2 separate regions of the Mus musculus genome follow, and region 1 is linked to region 2. The links are chromatin contacts, called in public promoter capture Hi-C maps. All regions are on one chromosome and are shown on one strand. The core of a region is the stretch at or near the end of the contact, and the rest is flanking DNA. Distances in the headings are between cores, read along the strand shown. Region 1 holds the start of Arl4aos (ADP-ribosylation factor-like 4A, opposite strand). Region 2 holds the start of Agmo (alkylglycerol monooxygenase).

Evidence for each region. Promoter capture Hi-C pulls out the DNA fragments that hold promoters and counts their contacts.
Region 1: a promoter capture Hi-C map of hippocampal neurons shows a contact between it and region 2, with 8 times the contacts expected there. The contact joins the promoter of Arl4aos here to the promoter of Agmo in region 2.

Annotation. Positions count from the first base shown.
Region 1 is chr12:40,033,857-40,039,543 of GRCm38.p6, forward strand. Arl4aos (ADP-ribosylation factor-like 4A, opposite strand) reads left to right here and starts at 4,221. Exons shown (of 3, transcript NR_166749.1): 1 at 4,221-4,649. Arl4a (ADP-ribosylation factor-like 4A) reads right to left here and starts at 4,131. Exons shown (of 2, transcript NM_001039515.1): 1 at 3,982-4,131; 2 at 1-2,977. The coding sequence starts at 2,890. The coding sequence ends at 2,288.
Region 2 is chr12:37,239,023-37,244,364 of GRCm38.p6, forward strand. It overlaps Agmo (alkylglycerol monooxygenase), which reads left to right and starts at 2,617. Exons shown (of 13, transcript NM_178767.5): 1 at 2,617-3,145; 2 at 4,684-4,814. The coding sequence starts at 3,020.

The sequences.
Region 1 (5,687 bases), core at 2,971-5,470, 2.8 Mb after region 2:
TTCCAATACAGTTAACTATTTTAGAAATACACTTTAGGTGTTGGGAGATGTAGTTCATTGATGACTGCTTCACATACAGGAGGCCCAGAGTTTGATCCCTGACACTTTAAAAAGACAAATATACTTTGAAAAAGGATACTTTTTAACTTAAAATTAAAAACCTACATAGATTCATTAGCTTATGTGATTAATAGCTTTAATAGGTGATATACATTTTGAACTTAAATTTTTAATTGAAGTGGCTCACATAAATACAATTTATGCAATGGCCATTTTGCTGTTCTATAAATAAGAACAACATGGACTTGATGGTCCAATTCTAAGGTACAGAACAAGGGTCAAGAGCTAGTGAACACAAACTTTTGTTTTGTTTTGTTTTGTTTGAGACAGGGTCTCTTTATGTATCCCTGGCTGTCCTTGAACTCAGAGATCTGCCTCCCAGTTAAAAGCAGAGTGAAAATTTACACTGATTTAGAATTGAGGAAAACCAGCTTTATGATCCCATCAAGACTAGGGATTTGGGGGAGAATACTGAACTCAGTAAAGGGTGGGGTGGGGGTGGGGTGAACCCCCAGAAACTAGCCTTCTGTGGAAACCTCACCAGAGAAAATCCACACTAGTATAAAACTAAACATTCCAGCTGATAAACGTTCTTCTTACACATCTAATTAAAAGCTACAGAAGTGGAAATACATATAAACTCCAAGTGAGATTGTTATCCTAATGCCTCCAGCTGTTTATTGGTAACTATTCTCCACAGCTCTACTCCTAACACAGGCACATTTGACATGGACGCTCCACTGGGTGCTACGTCATTTTGTAACAAGAATCAAAGTTCCAAAAATTCACCTGTGTCACTGAAAAGAAAAAAAAAAGTAAAAGCTCAAAAATCAAACCGAGTCCTGTTAGCAAAGTGCACTTCCTTTGGTGATTTCAGTACAAACAGCTGTTGGCTTCAAACATAGGAAACATGCTGATTTGCTGTATGTGATTTCTGGAAATAAGTCTTCCTGGAGAGAAAAATGAAAGCTCTCCCCTCCTTGTAATTTCATTTTGTTTTTATTACAGAAGAAACAGCACCAGTTAATTGTCTTAAAATGGCTTTGCTACTTCTCCCGTTCATTTTCTAGGCTCCTAATTGCTATCTGCACTACTGTACCATTTCTTCCTACAACCAGAGCTAGGAAGCTCTGGAAATACTGTTCAGCCAATTAACAAAAAAAATTAAAGCTCAGAGCACATACTGAAAGGTACCTTACATTTTCATTCCACGGTGTATCAAGTAATTATAAAGCTTTCATTTCTCCCAAAATGCTACAAAAATATATGAAAAAAATCCGTTTCCATCCGGTAAATAGTAACAAAACAAGTATCTTTTAACTAGATCATTTAGAGACTATGTATTACAGTAATTCCCTCTAACTGAATTCACCACCACTTTCTCTATAAATCCATTCATGTATTCAAGCATATGTATTTAGTCAACATACTCATATTTACATCAGTCATTTTTTAGGTTCAAGTAATAGTGCGCTTCTGACAATGAACTATTTCTACAATAGCTCCAAGACCCCAAAATGTTGTTTTAAACCTGTGTAGACAGATGCATAGCTATTTCTAAAAACTATACACCAAAACATGCTTGTCAGGAAAACTAACCCATGCACTTGAATATACCCCAAATATTTTAATTAATGCTAGACCAACTAAATTAAACATTTTCTAGAATTAAAGAGATAGCATTAAATTGTTTCCAGAATAACGTTAAAAACCACCTTGTCAAAACCTCCAGAAAAAATACTTCCTTCTTATCGCAGCGTGTTCAACTTAGCTGTGTGTGCATGTGTACACACTGATCTCCCTTAACATTTCCATTCATTAGCATTTTGTGTTTACAAAGCCTCGTTTGCAATTTCTTGGCAAAGGCTTCCCCCCAAAAGATACAAGCACAAAACACTAGGGCATACACTCTTCAAAGTTTTATTTCACTAACTTCAGGTCAAATTTCCACAAAATTGTTTTCTGGTCAATTACTAGCCTTTTTTGACTTCCCAAAATGGTAGTACCAAAAGATTTGTGGGTCAGGGAGAAGAGACCACTTTAAGAAGCATTGCATTGACTCATCTTCCACAAGGCAACAGAGTTGGGTATCTGACTGTTCAACAAAACAAAGCTTTAATAGCATCCATGAGGGCAGACAGGCAAACCAGGCTGTAGACACTCTTCAGCTTGTCAGAAATCAGACCCAGGAAAACCTATTCCACACCAATATAAAAGGTACTGCCATTCATCTCTTCTTTTTCTGTTGCCGCAACATTTTTCTCCTTTTAATTATCATATCATGTAGTTTCTCGAGTCCTTCCTTTAGCCCATCTCCTATGATTGCACAGGTGGGCTGCAAATGCCAAGGAGTCGATGAGCTCAGTTCCCCCATTGCTAACAACTTCTCAATCTCTGAGAGAGAGAGCGAGTTCCTCAGGTCTTGTTTATTAGCAACTATAAGCACAGGGACTCCCTGATTTTCGGATATCCTAGTTATTTTATGAAGTTCAGTTTTGGCTTCTTCCATTCTCTCAACATCGACAGAGTCCACCACAAACACAATACCATCTGTGCATCGGGTGTATGACTTCCACAGTGGTCTTAACTTCTCTTGACCACCTACATCCCAGAAGTGAAAAGTGACTGTTTTGGAATTGCCCAAGGTTACCTTAATTTTCTCAGTGTTAAATCCTTTGGTAGGTACGGTATTTACAAATTCGTTGAACTGCAGCCTGTATAAAACTGTTGTCTTTCCAGCACAGTCCAAACCCAGAATAACAATGTGAAAGGACTGAAAGGACGGCAGGCTGGACAGGATGGAAGTCTGGTCTGACAGTCCATTCCCCATTTCCAGCTGCAAATGGTGTCTCAAACTGAACGCGTTCTTCTTATCTGCTTACAATTTCTCTTCCTGGGTGATCGGGCTACGCGATTGCTGGGGAGGAAATGAGTAAGTTATTACTGTGAGCACATTAAAAATGGGGTTTCTCTACTTTCGCCAAAAATAAGCACATGAGGGACTTAATAAAACTTGCTGTGAGTAAACACACCAGATGAGGTAGTAGATGTATTCAATCCAAAACAAACGATGCCTAACTGTCACCCAAAGGCTTTCTTCGATCCACTCTAACTGCAGTAACGTGTACTTTTCTCTATTCTCTACGATCCCCGAACCTCAAAAGCTCATTCTGAAGACAACCCAGGCGCCACTATCTGGTGCCGGTCACCGTATCCACCACTAAAGTGCCTTTTCTTAGCAGAAAACTCAAAAAAAGCAGCCCTATCTGGGAGATCTAACCAGGCACGTCTCACCCGGCACCCAGGCTCACTTTCCTGGCTCCGTCCCCGCTACCAAAGCTCTCACCTCCCGGGCTGGAGTCGGGATTCCAATGGAGGGACATTGGCTGATGTGTCTCTCTCTCTCTCCCCGCGAGGAACACGCCACAGCTCCTCTCAACCGAGACCTCCGCGCCGCTCTGGCGGACGCCCCACAGGGAAGCCCAGACTCGGCCTCTGGCCACGCCCACCCTCACGGCCCACCCAGGCCCCGCGATCCCATTGGTCAGCGCGTCAGGGCCGCCCTGCCACTCCCGCCCCGGCGCCCTAATTGGCAAGGGTGCCTGCCACTCCCAGGGCGGCAGCGCCAGGGCTCGCTCTCGGCCCTCCGGCACCACCTGTTGCCCTGAGTGGGAAACGAGCAGGCATCGCAAAGGACGCCGAGCCCCTGCTGCAGGTCCGGTCGCTCGGCCGCCTCGCGCACCTGCAGCATGGGCCACGGTGACGCGGCCCTACGCGGCGGGAGCGGCCCACCGCGCCTCAGCTCGCCGTGCGCCCAGGCTCGCTGGGCCGCGCCAGCCCCTCTACACACCGAACGCCTCCGGCAATACTGCCTCCGCCCCGCCGCAGGCCTCTTCTCCAACATGACCCCGCGCCACTCACCTGGCTGACGGTCCTCCGTCGTCCCGCCTCCGCGGCTGTCAGCCGCCGGGGAGTCTGTCCCCGGGCAGCGGCGAGGCCTGACGGCGGCCGGGCCGACGCCGCGCGCCAGCCGGGCTAACGGTGCTCGCCAGCCTCGCTCCGGGCCGCGGCTCCGCCCCTCGCGCCGCGCCTGCCCGCGGGGGTCGCGCGCGCGCGTGCTGGCCGCGTCTCCTAGCAACGCCCAAACAAGGTCACGTTCCAACCCTTTCGGCGCCCGCCGCCGGCGCAGACGGGCGGGGCTTCGGCCGCGGGTTCTCGGTCTTTCTGCCGCCCCAGGCTGGGTGCGGGAGGGCGTCGCCGGTACCGCCCCTCTTCCTGTCACCCTAGGGCGGCCTCTGGGCGACCGCGGTGTTGATTCAGGGTCCTTGATGTTGGAGGACACTGGCCGGGTGGGTCCCTTACGTCACGTCACAAGGCAGCCTGGGGGAGTCTGCGCTGCCGCCCTCCCTAGCATGTGCTGGCTAGGATGGTAGCCTACCTTTTGTAAGCCAAGCGCTACCTCCTAAGTGAGTCTACGCCCCACAAGTTGGAACAGGAACCAATGCCCCTATTAAGGAGGAAGAAACGCACTTTGGAAACGCTAAATATTTCCAGTAGCCCAAGAAGAACGGGTGATGAAGCTGCAGCTGGTAACTTATGACTAGTGGTAAAGCACATTGGGCTCCATAGTGTAATTGTGTACCACTATGTTTGGCCTTAGGAGGCAAACTGTCGTTTTTGTGAATATTCCAGTCTTTGTAAAAACAGAATGAACCAAATTGGTCATGAACCAATTATAAAACGTGACCAGCAATCTTTTAAAGATGTTTAGAAAAACAAACAAAGGGCATTTTAAAGCTTGGTAGAACCTACAAGAAATTTTTATCTGGAAGGCTATAATAATAGTGCAATTTAAAAGTGTATTTTAAACTAGATTCTGGCCAAGCACTTGAGAGGCAGAGGCAGGCAGATCTGGATGCTTCAGGGCCAGCCTGGTCTACATAGAGAGTTGCAGGCCAGCCAAGGCTACGTAGTAAACCGTGACTCAATAGATACATAGATAGATAGATAGATAGATAGATAGATAGATAGATAGATAGATAGATTGTAACTTTCCTAAGAAATTTCCTGATCTTAAAATTACCATAGCCAGTAGTATTTATTTTATGAATAGTAGAAAGGATTGGGCTTCTTTCTGTTGTTTTTGTTTCTTTGTGGTTTAGTTTTTCTGTTGTTTTGTTGTTTTGGTTTTCGGGGCTTGTTTGTTTGGGTTTGGGGTTTTTTGTTTTGTTTTGGTTTGGTTTTTGGTTTTGTTTGTTTGATTTTTGGTTTTGGTTTTCAAGATAGGGTTTCTCTATGTAGCCCTGGACCAGGCTGGAATCAAACTCAGAAATTTGCCTGCCTCTGCCTCCCAAGTGCTGGGATTAAAGGCATGCACCACCCTCACCACTGCTCACCTTATTTCCATTGTTTTTAATAGCTGATATAAAAATCTAAGGAATAATAAGCACAGTGCCTAGCTTTAAGACAGCATCATTAATTTAGGAAGAAAAATCTCAAATGGCATATTCTATAAAGTTATTGAATGTAATCTGAACTAAAGATTGTAACTAAGTATGGGCTCTCATTAGCCAGTTACAGTTATTAACATAAAAAGGGAGAAAAGCTTTTGTTCAAGAACTGCTCTC
Region 2 (5,342 bases), core at 1,367-3,866:
GTGCGTCTAAATTGATATACAACAATAATAATTCTCTTTTGTAAGATCGGAGGGGATGATGAGACAAAATACCCAGGGACAGGGGAGGGTACCTCTTTGATGACAATGTTGAGTGTCTACAGTAAGAGATAGAGGACTATTGCTGTTTTACACTTTATTTATAATTAAGTTACATGTATTTTTATTTTGCCATGTGTCACATTGGTAATACCATAGTCATGGAAAAGGCAGAAAGAGCACTTTGTTGTACATAATTATTTTTGTTAAATGGGCATACCAAATAATATATTTATCTGTAATGAGAGTTGTCTATATTCCCAACAATTCTGCTGTAAGATTTACTTTGAAATGAAATTGGTTCAGTGTGACCAGTACATCAGGAAAGATTTGAACATGTCAACATTGTCTCTATGAATGTCTCAGTGAAAATCACCAGGTGACATTAGGAAACAACAGTCTCCTGACGAATGTAAAACTGCCCATCTTAGTAAATATATAAAGCATGAACATACACACCCATGCACACATTTTATTGGTGAAGCCTAGTTGGAGTGGAACACCCCAGTGTATTGGAGATGTCAGTACCATGGGATGATCACCAAGAACAGCAGCCGTAGTGGAGTGGATCAACCTGAGCTTAGAATGCTACAGAGGGCAGAGCTGGAAAAGTGATGCCAGCCCTTAGGCGGAGTTCAATAGATCAAGTGGAATCCCAGACACTGAAACAAGAAGCTGAAACAATGAAATTGCCTTGGAGACTCAAAGATGTTAAAGATGCCAGAGCCATGGGATACATGCTGAGAAAAGCTGCTAACAGGGAGTGGAACCAGCCCCAGGAGAAAGCAGTTTGTTGCAGTCAACAAAGATGAAAAAGGAGTGGAGATCTGAAGACCACTTTGACATCAGTCTTGGAGATGCAGAGTTTGCACACATTTTATAGAAATACTTTATACATGCACACATACCTTATATCTCCTCAGTTTTCTGTGTTAAATGCTGTTATCTCTAGTATCCATGCCTGATGCTATACCTTCTCGAGGTTCTGGTGGTTAATCTACTGTCAACCTGACTGAATTTGGAGTCACCTTACAGACACACCCCTGGGTATTTCTAGGAAGGTATCCCAGGGAGCACAAAGGTCCATTTATCCACAGATCTCCAACGAAACCAGGAATGTTAAGTTTCTAGGATTGTCCTTTCTGTTTTTCCAAAAGATGAGAATTGGAGATAATTAATTGTCCGGTGGTCTGCAATATGTTGGACCAGCCATATCAAGCTCTCACAATCAAGAATGAAGCCGGCTAGTAATTCAAATGTTCCTTACGTTACACATAAAGCCATTGGCTTCCTCAAGCTCCCACAACCCAGGAACAGAGAGAGCTAATAGTATAAATGACACTCACATTATCTATATAGCCAGACACTCCCTGAAACTCCCACAATTGAGAACAGAGATGACAACTACCCAAATGATCTCTATGTTATTTGTATCTACGGGAGATCCTTCCTTAGGCACTTAAACTAGTATAGGTAGCCTATCTCTACGTCCTACCTTCTTGGAATAAATGATATGTAGCTTGAGTTAAGTTTTGATGTAATTGTTACCTCCTTGTGCACAGAGGATTATATTTCATTTAAATATATTGAAGCTAAGTTGCCTGGCATCAGGCTTCTCTGACAAAGAGAAGTCTGACGAAGCTAACCTGAACCCAGTTCCTATTCTCATCACTTCATAGTTCATCTCCTTGCCTAACACCTGCAGAAGCACCCTCAGATTTTGCTAATAAAGACTCACAATGAGTCTGGATGGTACTATCTCATGATATGGGTCTCTGATTTAGTTAAGAAGCAATACAAGAGGAAGCCAGCTTAATGTCAGGATTCTTGATTTTCTCTGTATCCTGACTGCAAACAAAATATTACCATCCATTTTATATTTTCCCTACCATGGCTGTCCCTCCAGGATGGGCTGTATTTTATTTATTTATTAAACTGTGATCCAAAGTCAACCCATATTTTTTCCTTACGTTGCTGTGTCAGACGTTTTGTTACAGCAACATGAAAAGTGATATCAGGTTTCACACAACACTCCTTTCAATATAACCATAATATTCCATAGTAATCATATTGACTAAAGTTCACTCTGACTAATGTCAGAGTATTCACGAAAGGACCACACATTCCCTGACATTGCAATCAAGTGCCTTCTAGTCCTCCAAAAGAGTTCAGTGACTTTAACTCATTTTGTAAGGCACAGGGGAGGTCTCATGACAATCCCTGAACAGTTTCTTAGGGAGTCCCAATAAGGACAAAAAGGATAGAGACATGTAAGTTTCCACTGAACAGCTAGATTATGCAATAAACCGAGTGACTCTGAACTGGTTTGCAGAATGTCCAGAAGTTCAGTTGCTGAGTAGAAAGAAATGCATAGAGGGAAAGAAACCAGGCTCGACTGCAGAGAGGCAACTAATTATTACACAGACTGCCCATTGCTTCTCAGATAGGATTCTGTGAAGAAACAACAAATTCAAAGGCATTGTGCCTTTTAGAGAAAATGTCATTTTGCTCATGTGATCTGAGTTTTGGACTTCCACCACTTTATCAGAGTGAACTTTCACTTGTTCAAAAACTGGTTTGTTTGCTGGGTTACCTCTTTCATTTTCAAAGGCACAGTTACGTAAGCTTTATTTGTTTTTCTTTACTTCTCGTTTCAGTTGTTGATTAGTTACTTAAGCAACAGGCAAACTGCATTGTTTGCTTGTTTCTGTACGTCTTCCTTGTTCCCCCACTTCCTCTTCCTGGGGAATCTTCCACTGAACTGTGAACCTACTCTTGCTGCTAGTGTTCTGTGCCTTTGCACACAAACTCTGCTGTTGGCTGAGGTCTCTGTGGATCTTTGTTCTCAGCTCTTCTCTGACAAGGCTCGCTCTGTGCTACACTGTTCCTTTTCTTTGTTCAGTCTTGCACTTCTGCCACAGAACCACAAATATCTCCAGCTGGAAATCAGACAGGAACAGAAATGAGGAGCCCAGGAGCCCAAGACAATGTTTCAGTTTCTCAGGGTATGCGAGCGATGTTTTACATGATGGAGCCCAGTGAAACTGCCTTCCAAACTGTTGAAGAGGTGCCTGATTACGTAAAAAAGGTGAGCCTGTCTTGGAAGAGGCTTTTTTGCTTTTTTATTACTATATAAACTCAACATATCCCTAAGATTTGTTCAATTTTCTACTTCAAATTATTACAGCCTCATAAAAATCCAATTTCTTACAGTCATAAAGCAAAAGTACAAATTATTCAAGTGAATCAAACTTCGGTACAATATCTACATCTTTGCTTGCAAATTCCCTATTCTTCGCCCTAGAATATAAGAAGAAATTCAAAGTTTTTTAACATGGTGGCATTGCAAATTTGGCTATTAGAAAGAAATGTTAAATAGTTATACTACATCAGTAAACATTGTAACAAATTTATTTGAAAATGTTTAGCTTTTCTACTACCTCCAGGACGGCATTTCCTCTTTGATTTGGAAGAGTAGTTCTGCAGAATAAAGGGTATGCAGGCTGGCTCAGTAAAACTCCAACTTCCGAAGTTTGAACTTGAACCATTTTTTTCCCCTATCGTTTTACTTCTGTTGCTTGGCCATGATTGGAAGTGGAAATATCCAGAATTAGAGCCTGAGCAATAATGTTCCCCACCCTGTCAAAGTTGTTCCTACAACACTTACTAGTTCAGACCAGAAATAGGGAAACTATGACATCATGGAGCAAGTTCTTGAAAGCTCAGTTAGAAAACTTCCACCTCATTATTAGGGTTCACAAAATTGAAGCTCATAATGATTTTGAGATTTGATATTGCCATTTTGTTTATTGAAGAAAGATGCACCAATCCTGTCTTCAAAAATTATTCTTGTTTAGAATTATATTATTTAAAAATATATAATATATTATATATCATATATGATATAAGATATATTATATACGATATATGGTATATAATATTATATATAAGATGATATAAGGCATAAGATATAAGATAAGATAATGTATAAGGTATGACATATAACACATAATATTAATGTTAAATTATTATTTAGATTTTAGGCTTAAACCTAATCAGTGATTGATAGTTGCATACTCATTATTATAAAACCACAAGAATCAAAGCTGAAAGAATGAAAATTTGGTGCTGATACAATTTTAGGAAATTACATTTGCTAAGAGTCTCAGATGTTGTTTCTACCGCTTTCATGTCATATTCAGAAGTAGTTCTAGACTGCCTCATTTGTAAAAAGTCTAATTGAAGGTATTTTGAAGGGATTCTCCTAGAGTGACTCAAACTTGTTCAGGGTCAAAAGATAGGTTTTTATGTGATTAAATAATTTTAAATATATTTTCTTGAACTTGGAGCATTTCTGTCCTAATTTTACTTATTTTCTTGACATAATAGTGAAATTTGTACTTATGCTTTTATTTCATTTTACAAATTACATGGTATGGACAAATCTTTAGAGTATGTCTAAAATGCGTAAATTTTCTTGCTCATTGGCGTGGAAATAAGCCAGTAGTGTAAATGTTGTTACTCTGGAAAGGTGTAGCCTTCCCAGATATCAGAGAACTGATCAGAAAATTTAGAGGACTTGATATGGATCAGAATAGCATCTCTTCTATGTAATCTCCTTTCTAGGCGACTCCATTTTTTATCTTCTTGATTCTGCTTGAACTAGTCATCAGCTGGATTCTCAAAGGGAAACCATCAGGTCGTTTGGATGATGCTCTCACATCTATATCAGCTGGTGTTGTGTCTCGGCTTCCAAGGTGAGTCGCATAGTATAGAATAGAAGGTAAAAAAATCCAAGTCTTTCCCAGTGTAAAGCAGAGGGAATATCAAATGAATATTTTACATATCTCCCTATAAATTTCTAAAAGTTCAGGACCTATTATTATTCAAAATTATCTTGCTTTTTTCAGCATTTAATTTTCACTTTTAATTTTTAATAGAGAATGCTCAATATCCCTAGTGTTAATTTCTGAGTTTCCTTTGTATCGTTATATATACATACATATATATATATATATGTGTGTGTGTGTGTGTGTATGTATATGTGTATGTATATATGTATATATATGTGCATATATATGTATATGCATATATGTGTGCATATATATATGATGTATATGTACATGTATATGTACATGTATATGTATATGTATATGTATATGTATATGTATATGAGCCAAAGTGACTATTTCACCTGCCTTACAGGAGACCTTGCTCTGAGTTTTTTTACAGGTTCCTACTTGAAATTAAGCTTTGTTCCAGACAAATTTCCACAAATATTTCTC